2 separate regions of the Mus musculus genome follow, and region 1 is linked to region 2. Evidence: chromatin contacts called from public HiChIP or PLAC-seq data. All regions are on one chromosome and are shown on one strand. Each heading gives the region's core, a stretch centred on a gene start, on an enhancer-like site or on the middle of the called end of the contact. The rest is flanking DNA. Distances are from core to core; before and after follow the strand shown. Region 1 holds the start of Kank3 (KN motif and ankyrin repeat domains 3). Region 2 holds the start of Zfp871 (zinc finger protein 871).

Region 1 (5,009 bases), core at 328-2,827, 1.0 Mb after region 2:
GTACTTTTAAAACTTTTTTTTTTTTCTTTCTTCTAGACAGAGTTTCTCTGTATAGCTCAGGCTGTCCTGGAACTCAGAAATCCACCTGCCTCTGCTTTTTCTGTTGTTGTTGTTGTTAAATGTACTTTTAAAACTTTTTTTTTTTCTTTCTTCTAGACAGGGTTTCTCTGTATAGCACTGGCTGTCCTGGAACTCACTCTGTGGTCCAGGCTGGTCTCAAACTCAGAAATCTGCCTGTCTCTGCCTCCCAAGTGCTGGGATTAAAGGTGTGCACCACCACTGCCCAGCTAAAAAGTTTTATTGATATATGGTATGTATGTGCATAGGTTGATGTATATAGCACACTATGGAGATCTGAAGACAACTTGTAGGAGTTGGGTCTTTCTTTGCATTACATGGTCCTAGGGATGAAACACAGATCGTCAAGTTTGGCAGCAAGAACCTTTACATGCTAAGTCATCTCACTGACCTTCACAAATGTAATTTTAATTTATTTCTGTGACAATTTTTTGATCTATAATCTCAGTATGTTTATAAGTACACCTGTATGTGTCTATTATATTTACATTATTTTCATCTGTCTATCTGTCTCTGTCTGTCTGTCTTCCTACCTATCTATTGTGATAGGTGCGCTAGACAAGTTCTGTACCATTGAGTTAGATATCTCCAGTAGAGCAGACATTTATTAAGTAACTAGTGTATGCCTGAGGCAGTGGATAAAAAGTTTCCTGATCCTAAAATGTCTAGTAGGGGTGATGATAGTAACCTTGCCTTTCTACTAATGAAAATTGCTATTTAGTTAATAAACCATTGCTATGGCAATGATAATGACTAGGGAAAGGCTGTGCTAAGGATTCTGTTTGTTTTTTGTTTTGTTTTCTTGTGGCACATAGATTTCAGGGGCACATAGATTGAACACTTAGAAATATAGGAAAGTATCACATATAGATAATATTTCTTTTTTTTTTTTTTTTTTTTTAAAGATTTATTTATTTATTATATGTAAGTACACTGTAGCTGTCTTCAGACACTCCAGAAGAGGGCATCAGATCTTGTTACAGATGGTTGTGAGCCACCATGTGGTTGCTGGGATTTGAACTCCGGACCTTCGGAAGAGCAGTCGGGTGCTCTTACCCACTGAGCCATCTCACCAGCCCCCAGATAATATTTCTTAAAGTGGCACAATATATGCAAAGTTCCTGCGGTGGACAAGATCCAGGCTCTTACGACTTCAACAAGACAGTAGGAATTAAACTCGTTATATAAATCCCATTAGAATAGTTTGCTTAGATTTTTCCTGTAGCTCCCTACTGTCCTGTGAATGAAACCTCTTTTCTTACTCCTGAACCAGGCAGGATTTAGAGGTAGCTGGCTGAGCAGCATCCCACTGCCCTGCTCTGATCTTCTCAGATTCTACTGTAGGCCCGCCCTCAGGCGGGTCCCCACCCTGCCCCCGCCCAGATGGCTCACTCTGTCTTACAATTGGATAGTTCGGTTAGATTCGTGCTCTGGTTGGCTGAAAAAGCCGTCAGTTAGGGGTGAAAGCCTTGATAACCCGTGCGGAGCTTCGAGGGGGCGGGCTCGGGTGCGGTGCGGGCGCTGCCGGGGCTTCTCATTCAGGTAAAGTCAACCACGCGAGTCCTGGAGGGGAACAGTGGACCCAAGTGTCCGGGAGGGGTGTGATGCTTTTAGCCCCCTTCTATGGGTTCTGTGCGTTGCAACGGGGTGGGCGCCGTGTCCTGTAATGGTGACCATTTGGACATTGGGAGCCTCAGGTGGTTTAAAGCCGACCGGAGAGGGGGGACCCTAGATTATTAGGCAGATCGCCACCACATGGCCATCCAGGACCTAACCAGAGGAACTTGTGCGCATTTTAGTCTCCTAGATGCCTTAGGGGACCCTTCCCCAGAGTTGGCTTGAAGACCTGGGAATGGGTTTCTTGCAGTGGGGTGGAGTGGGCGGATGGTACGGAAACGGTGTTGGAGGGAGGAACGGATGTCCCCCACTCCCCGGACCTACTGACAATAGCAGCGGATGGAACCGCCCAGCGGTTTTTCCTGTAGGAAACTGCCCTGTCTTTTCTAAGCGGACTTGGTTCTGTATGTTTGGGGAGGTGTGTGTGTGTGTGTGTGTGTGTGATGATTCAAGGACCCCTTGTCCTGCCATCATCTAGCTCTTTCCCCCATCCTGCGTTTGAGAATCCTATCCCAACATGAAGGGCTCCCACCTAGAGCCTTATCAGTAAGACATAACTTCTTCAGGACCTCGGGTATGCATGCTCTGTGTCCTGTCCTTCAGGTTTCCTGATGACAGCTCTCCTGATCACAGCTCTCTAGACTGATCGCAGCTCTGTGTCCCGAAATAGTCCCAGGGCTGGGTGTGGGGGCGTGTGGCTTCAGCTCTGACAGCCTAATGAGGGGGTCTCAGGCAGGGGATCCGGATTTAACTTTGATAGCCAGGCAGTGTGGGAGATATGAGGGCAGCTACACGCCCTACTCCGGGAGGCATTGGCTTGTGTAGCAGTCTAATGTTGGCTTGCCCCACCACACTCCTTACTCCCAAGGCTGGAACTGACAGCTGTGAGCTGGGAGGGTGATATGTGGCCTGGGTTCCCTGCAGTTTCTAGGGGAGCAAAAGGGAATCTTTCCAAAAGCGCCTATTATCCTAGTTACCTGAGAGGTCCAGGTAGGATGATTAAAAGTTGAAGGCGCCGGGCGTGGTGGCGCATGCCTTTAATCCCAGCACAGGCAGAGGCAGGCAGATTTCTGAGTTCGAGGGCAGCCTGGTCTACAAAGTGAGTTCCAGGACAGCCAGGGCTATAAAGAGAAACGCTGTCTCGAAGAAAAAAAAAAAAAAAAGAAAAGAAAGTTGAAGGCCTGCCTGAGAGCTGCAGAGTGAGTTCAACGCCTGTTTAAACAATTGAGTAAAGGGGTCAGTGAGATGGATTGGCCAGTAAAGGTACTTGATCAGGGAATGACATCCTTGTTGCATCCCTGGGATTTACTCGTGTAAGGAGAGAACTGACTCTATAGAGCTGCCCTCTGCCCTCCACTCTCACCCCATGGCATCCTTGCACCCACCCACCCTTCCACCTCCTACATAAAATAAATAAAATGTAAAAAAAAAAAATTAAAAAGGGGTTAGTGGTGTAGCTTAAAACTCACCTAGCTTCTGTCAGTGGGGCTGAGGGCAAAAAAAAAAAAAAAAAAAAAAAAGCATTCATTTGGGCGTAGTGGTACATACCTGAAATCCTAGCATTCCAGAAGCAGAGACAGGGGAATCTCTTTTTAGAGGCCATCCTGATTAGCAAATTTCAGGCCAGCTAGCTCTCCATAGTGAGACCCTGTCTTAAATACATAAAATAAAACAAAAAGCAAACAGGGCAGCACTCAGCAGGGAGAGGCAGAACAAGTTCTTTGAGTTCAAGGCCAGCCTGGTCTAGATAACATAGGGAGAATTTTTCTCAAACACAAAACAGAACAAAACGAAGCTGATCCATATGTAAAAGAGGGAAACTGAGGCTGTGGCAGTAGCTCTCTTATTACAGTATTTGTTTAGTGTGCATGAAAGCCTTGTGCTCCATCTCCAGCACTGCACAAGCCAGGTGTGGTAAAGCACACGTGATCATCTCAGCACTCAAGGGTTGGAGGGAGGGGAGTTGAGTTCACTGTCAACTATGGAAGGAGTTGGAGGCCAGCCTAGGCTTCCTGAGACCTTGTCTCAAAACAAAACCAAAGAAAACAAAACTAATGGGCTGGAAAGATGACTCAGTGCTTACGGTTGAGTACGACCCTTGTCATTTGATTCCAGCTGTCTTAGTCAACTCACACCTGTGACTCCAGCTCCAGGGGAGCTACAGCTTTTGGCATCCATGGGCAAATACCCACACACAGCCCCAAACCATCCAAATTAAAAGCAAACAGCAACCCTTATTGCTGTTTACCACTCTAGTAATCTCTGCCCTATGTCTCAGTCCAGTCTTTGTGCCTGGATGCTTCAGTCTTAAAAATGACCTGGGGCTGCTTTCTCGGTCCTGTTGCTTTGGATTCGGATGTGACCAGGTTTCTGGAGGAAGGGGCAGACTGCACAGGATCACACTGCAGCTGCGCAAAAGGCAGTTTCAGACCCCTGAGCCCCGGTCCAGGTTTTTTCTGAAGCTCAGTTTTTCCCTGGCAATTTCCTAAAAACAAGTCCTGAGAGGCACTGGCTGTCCTCCATGGTGACCTGCTGTCCTGCCCTTGTAGCCAGTGTGAGGGGACAGGAAACAGCTGCTTGGGGTGGGGAGGAAAACTTCAGAGCCTTAGGTTGGACAGGGGAAGGGTTAGAGGAGGGAGCTCAGAGAGTAGAAAGGGGTTCTCCCAGCAGTGGAGAGGGTAATGTGTTAGTCATGCTGATGGGTGCTGAAGAGCTAGTAATGTCTGGCACTCAGATCGCCATGCAGAATTTGAAAAGCTGGAAAGAGTGGCTGGGTTTTTAGTTGTTTGAAGCAGAGGGTTGGTTAGCAAGAAGATGGGTTGGGTCTGCTCGATGTAAAGCTACACAATCAAGGGCTTGACTGGTCACTACAAACAAGGGGTCCCTAGAAGGTGGAGAGAACCTAATCTGAAAGGTGTTTCACATAGGCAATGGACTGAATTGCACTGTAAATTGCCACCAATAATCCATGGTGCAGAATTCTACAGGGGCTACTCAGGGAGAGTATACGGTAGAAAATCAATGTGAGCCACTTTTTGCTCCCCCAAGGCTTTTCATGTGGGTACTCAAAGTCCCACCCTCTCATCATTCCCTTTTTGTCCATTTTTGCATGTATATGGGGATGCTAGGCATTGAGGATTGAGCACAGGTCCTTATGCGTGTTACAACACTGCAGTGCCTGAAACTACGTCCCCGTCCCTATCCTATCCTGCTTCTGGTTTTTGAGACAGGGTCTCTCTAGGTACCTCTGGTTGTCTGAGAACCCACTGGTATTCTCCAGCTTCTGCTTCTGAGTCCTGGGATTAAAGTTCTAG
Region 2 (4,345 bases), core at 558-3,057:
CTGCCTTTTAAAATAATGTGTAGGGAACGGAAAAATGACTCAGCAGGTGAAGACATTTGGCTGCAGAAGTATAATGTCCTGAGTTCAATCCTGGGAACCCATGTAAAGGAGAGATTAGTCACTGCATTCTTCTTTCTCTGACCTCTAAACATGCAAGCTGGAGCATGCAGGAAACACACACACACACACACACACACACACACACCACACATATACACAACAACTAAAAAATAAAATATAAAAACAAAAGTCAATGTGTAGAAAGATCTGAAGGCAGCAGCCGTTATGACAGAGCCAGACTCCAGCCGCACGCATGTGTATGGCTACGCCTATCCAGTGAGTTTAGGAAGAGCAGAAGAAGGTAGAAATGCTAAGATTCACTGACTTACAGGCACAGGTCATGGAATTTAAAGACAGCTTCCCCTTGAATCTGTGAGTGACAAGAGTGAGGAAGCCAGGGCAGACCACTCAGTGATACCGTAGGGAATATCTGCTTTCCAACAACGTCAAGCCTAGAATGACTCCATTTTATTAAATAACAACCTGGACTAGTTACTCAAAGCCCCTCCCCCGAAAAAGGAAGGGCAGTACAACTTGTTTACGCAAGCAAAAAAAAAAAAAAAAAAAAAAGGCCCACTATCTCCTAGAAAACTAGGAGGGACAAACTGACAATATCAACAACTAAAAATATACCAAATTGTATTAGAAACACCACACAAAGTATACAACATATAATCCCCTCACCTGGCACTACGAAGGAGCATCCCCAAGCCCAAAGGATGGCAGGCAACTGTCACACTTACCCACAGGGAAGAACTGAGTCAGTCCTTTGGACTCCATCTCCAGTGCGGTTTCTCCTGCCCAGGACATTCAGCCAACTTCAAATTGACTTACTTCAACGTTCGGTGCGCGTATACTTGACATCTCTGTGTCTACACTGCTAGGACATCATCATTGGTCCCCTTTCAGATTCTTCTTTGCACCCGCCTCAGCTCAATGCCTCCTACTTCAGGACAGACTCTAAACTCAACCACTTTGGCTCTTAGTCATTCTGTGATCTGCACATTTTGTATGTTTTTGTGTGAAATGTTCATGTGTGATCTTCCAGTTAACGTTAGCAATTAGATTGTTATATAAAAACGCGTTGATTGCCAATGGCTGGTTAGCAAAATCGGGACTACTGGATTAATTATTAACGAAATACACATGACTTGTGAATTATTAATTATTCGATAAATTCTGGCATTGGAAACACACAAACTTGTCCCCCCTGTTTATGACAACACGCCCAGGACACAAGGTCACCACACCCTGCGGCTTCCCTGCCCCCCAACACACACACACACACACACACACACACACGAATTCCAGGGTCCCGTGTCTCACCGCGACGCTGCCGCCACCGCCCAGGCTGCGGAGCCGCGTCGCTGCGGGTGCCCGGATGCCTAGGGAGGCCATGGCCGCAGCACTGAGCTCTTAGCAAAGGACAGGACCGCAGCTCTGCCTGATGGCCCAGCTCCACCCAGAGGGACCCGGGCAGCGCGGCCCAGCAGAGCAGATGAGATGCAGACTCAGCTGCCCTGGAAGGCCGCGTCCCCACTGCCGCCTCCGCTTCTAGCGGCGCCCTCCCCGCAGCCGGGACGCCTGGCCGCACGTACCATTTCCAATCACCGGGTGTCCTGCTGTTCTCCGGCAGCTCTTGCAGTAAGTGGATGGAACACAGACACTGGGGAAAACAACCTGCGGGTCTCTCTCCACAGAAGACACAAACGCCTAAAATGGCTGGACGGGAAGTGGCATCCTCCGCTTCTGTGCCCGCCCTCTCTCAACATCTGAAAATCTCATTGGACAGTTTATGCAGCCAAGCAACTTTTCTTACTGGCCAGTGAGTCACGTGCACGCCTCCCAATGCTTAAATGACAGAAAAAGCATCCTCTCGAGTGTACTGTGGCGCCAAACCTCTAATCCGAACGTAAGGCTTGATACTTGGGGTCTAAACTGGAGGTGGGATTCCCAAACTCTACTTCTGGCGTTACGTGTGAAGGGGATGAATACTTTATATTTTACATGGATTTAAACATACGTAGAAGTCTATTCTTTAACAAAGCAAAGATGTCGGCTAAATTCTATTTGCGTGAGTGAGAAATGGCATTGAAAAGAATGATGTGAATTATGCCTATTTGGCTGCGCTTCTAATATTCTCTCTCATTTTGTGATCGATGGTTGTCACCAAGGTCTCTGTGGCTGGGGATTTACCCATTCTGCTTACTCTTTTCAAATTCTCTCTTGAACCCACCTCGCCACTATTGCCCTCACAAAGTCACTTCTAGAGCAAAACATTTTGGGAATGGAAGGACACAGAACCATTCTTAAGATTCGAAGCATTCCAAAGATTCTTCAGTAAGTGGAAGTTTGCGCAGGTCGCAGCGGAGCTCCAGGACTCTGAACACATAAACCTGGAATACTCCACAGATGACTTCCAGGGCAGACATTCCTGCAATCAGGAGAACCAGCCTGACTGCGGAGGTAGAACTAAGTTCACAGAGGAATGGTAGAAATCAGAAAGGAAGCCTTGAAGAGAGAAGATTGGAATTGTAAGCCTGCTCTGGGTGCTGAAAGCGTTATAAGAGGCCGGGGGTGGGGGGGTGGGGGTGGGAAGCAGTAGACAGATAATAGATTCCTGCTGTGAAGAAGGTGAAGAAGGTGCAAGCTTGGAACAATGTCAGGGAACCTGCAGACAGGTATTTTAAGTGATATTTTAGAAGACAGGAGCGAAAATAGGAAAGCTAAAAAGACTTGAGGCGCAGCCAGCAAGATGACTAGATGGCATTTACAGATTTTGTTTAAGAATTTATTATTTTTTTAAAAATATGTTTGTGTGTCTGTGTGCATGTCACGCAAGAACAGATGCCCATGGAGGCCAGAAGAGGGCACTGAATCCGCGGAGATGGACTTATAAACTGCAGAACGTGGGTCCTGGTACAGAATTTGGGTACTTTACAAAAACAATATGCACTCTAAACCACGAAGCCAGCGTTCCAGCCCCCAACTCTTCAGACTCCCACCCAGTTCTCTCTTCTTCACATTTATAAAAAATATTTAATATTTACTGACAAATTAGCAGACTGTGTCCTTCTCTGCTTTCCATTTTTACCTCTTTTCTCTCTAGTTCCTTTCCCTATCGTTTCTGTATTATTTTCCCTTTCAGAGATTTCCCCAAGGAACACAGGCTGGCCTGGTTTTCAGGGTCTCTGGTCTCAGCCTGCTGCTAATGGCTGGGACGGCTTTAGGTTATCTGCTTGCAATTCTGTACTTTTAAACAAGCTTCCCTCCTCTGCACCCTCATGTCACTACTGTCCCCTTGTAGTTACTTTTTCCTTGCCTACTGTTTGTCATCAACACGGGAAGAACTGAGTCAGTCCTTGGACTCCATCTCCAGTGTGGTTTCTCCTGCCCAGGACATTCAGCCAACTTCAAATTGACTTACTTCAACGTTCGGTGCGCGTATACTTGACATCTCTGTGTCTACACTGCTAGGACATCATCATTGGTCCCCTTTCAGATTCTTCTTTGCACCCGCCTCAGCTCAATGCCTCCTACTTCAGGACCACCTTTATGTTTCTTTTCCTTTCTACTCGTAACTAATGTTGTTGATACACTTGTTCAAAACAGAGTCATACTGTTCCTCTATTTTCTAAAGTGATTGGTATTTGAGGCATGGTACTTTGTGGGTTTAAATGCACTTTACAATGAGCCTAGCTGTGGATAGTGACTATTACAGACACTATTTCCCTGTTAACCTGGTGGGCCAAACATTATGCAGCAGAATTAACCAAAACTTCATCCCTACTACAACCTGAAAATTGCAATCAGTTCCATTTCAAAGAGCAATATGATTTAAAAAACAACAACAACAATAACCGGTGATTTAACCTCAAATAAAGAAGCTTTATTGGAAAACTATAATAAACATTCAAATCAAGAAAACGCAGCCGGACGTGGTGGCACATGCCTTTAATCCCAGCACTCGGGAGGCAGAGGCAGGCAGATTTCTGAGTTCAAGGCCAGCCTGGTCTACAAAGTGAGTTCCGGGACAGCCAGGGTTATATAGAGAAACCCTGTCTCAAAAAAAAAAAAAGAAAGAAAGAAAGAAAGAAAGAAAAGAAAAGAAAACACAATTCTACCAAAAATTACTAATTCCACAGTAGTGACCTCCAATTCAAGTGAATTAGATGACATCTTAGACAATGAAATCCAAAGAATAAGCACACATGCTCAAGAGTGTACACACACACACACACACACATTCGAGCACACACAAAGAGGCCACAAATGCCTTATTCAC

What was found. HiChIP or PLAC-seq counts read pairs in DNA pulled down with a chosen protein or histone mark.
Region 1: a contact with region 2 is called in an H3K4me3 HiChIP or PLAC-seq map of embryonic forebrain, with 2.9 times the contacts expected there. The contact joins the promoter of Kank3 here to the promoter of Zfp871 in region 2. A contact is called at or near these places in 9 of 39 promoter capture datasets (the 3T3-L1 cell line, 3T3-L1-derived adipocytes, the HPC-7 cell line and 6 more) and 3 of 115 datasets of contacts at active chromatin or transcription factors (astrocytes, embryonic forebrain and large pre-B cells).

Annotation. Positions count from the first base shown.
Region 1 is chr17:33,808,946-33,813,954 of GRCm38.p6, forward strand. Kank3 (KN motif and ankyrin repeat domains 3) reads left to right here and starts at 1,578. Exons shown (of 11, transcript NM_030697.3): 1 at 1,578-1,620.
Region 2 is chr17:32,786,480-32,790,824 of GRCm38.p6, forward strand. It overlaps Zfp871 (zinc finger protein 871), which reads right to left and starts at 1,808. Exons shown (of 4, transcript NM_172458.3): 1 at 1,659-1,808. The coding sequence starts at 1,661. It overlaps Gm17115 (predicted gene 17115), which reads left to right and starts at 1,915. Exons shown (of 2, transcript NR_168031.1): 1 at 1,915-2,594; 2 at 2,908-3,960.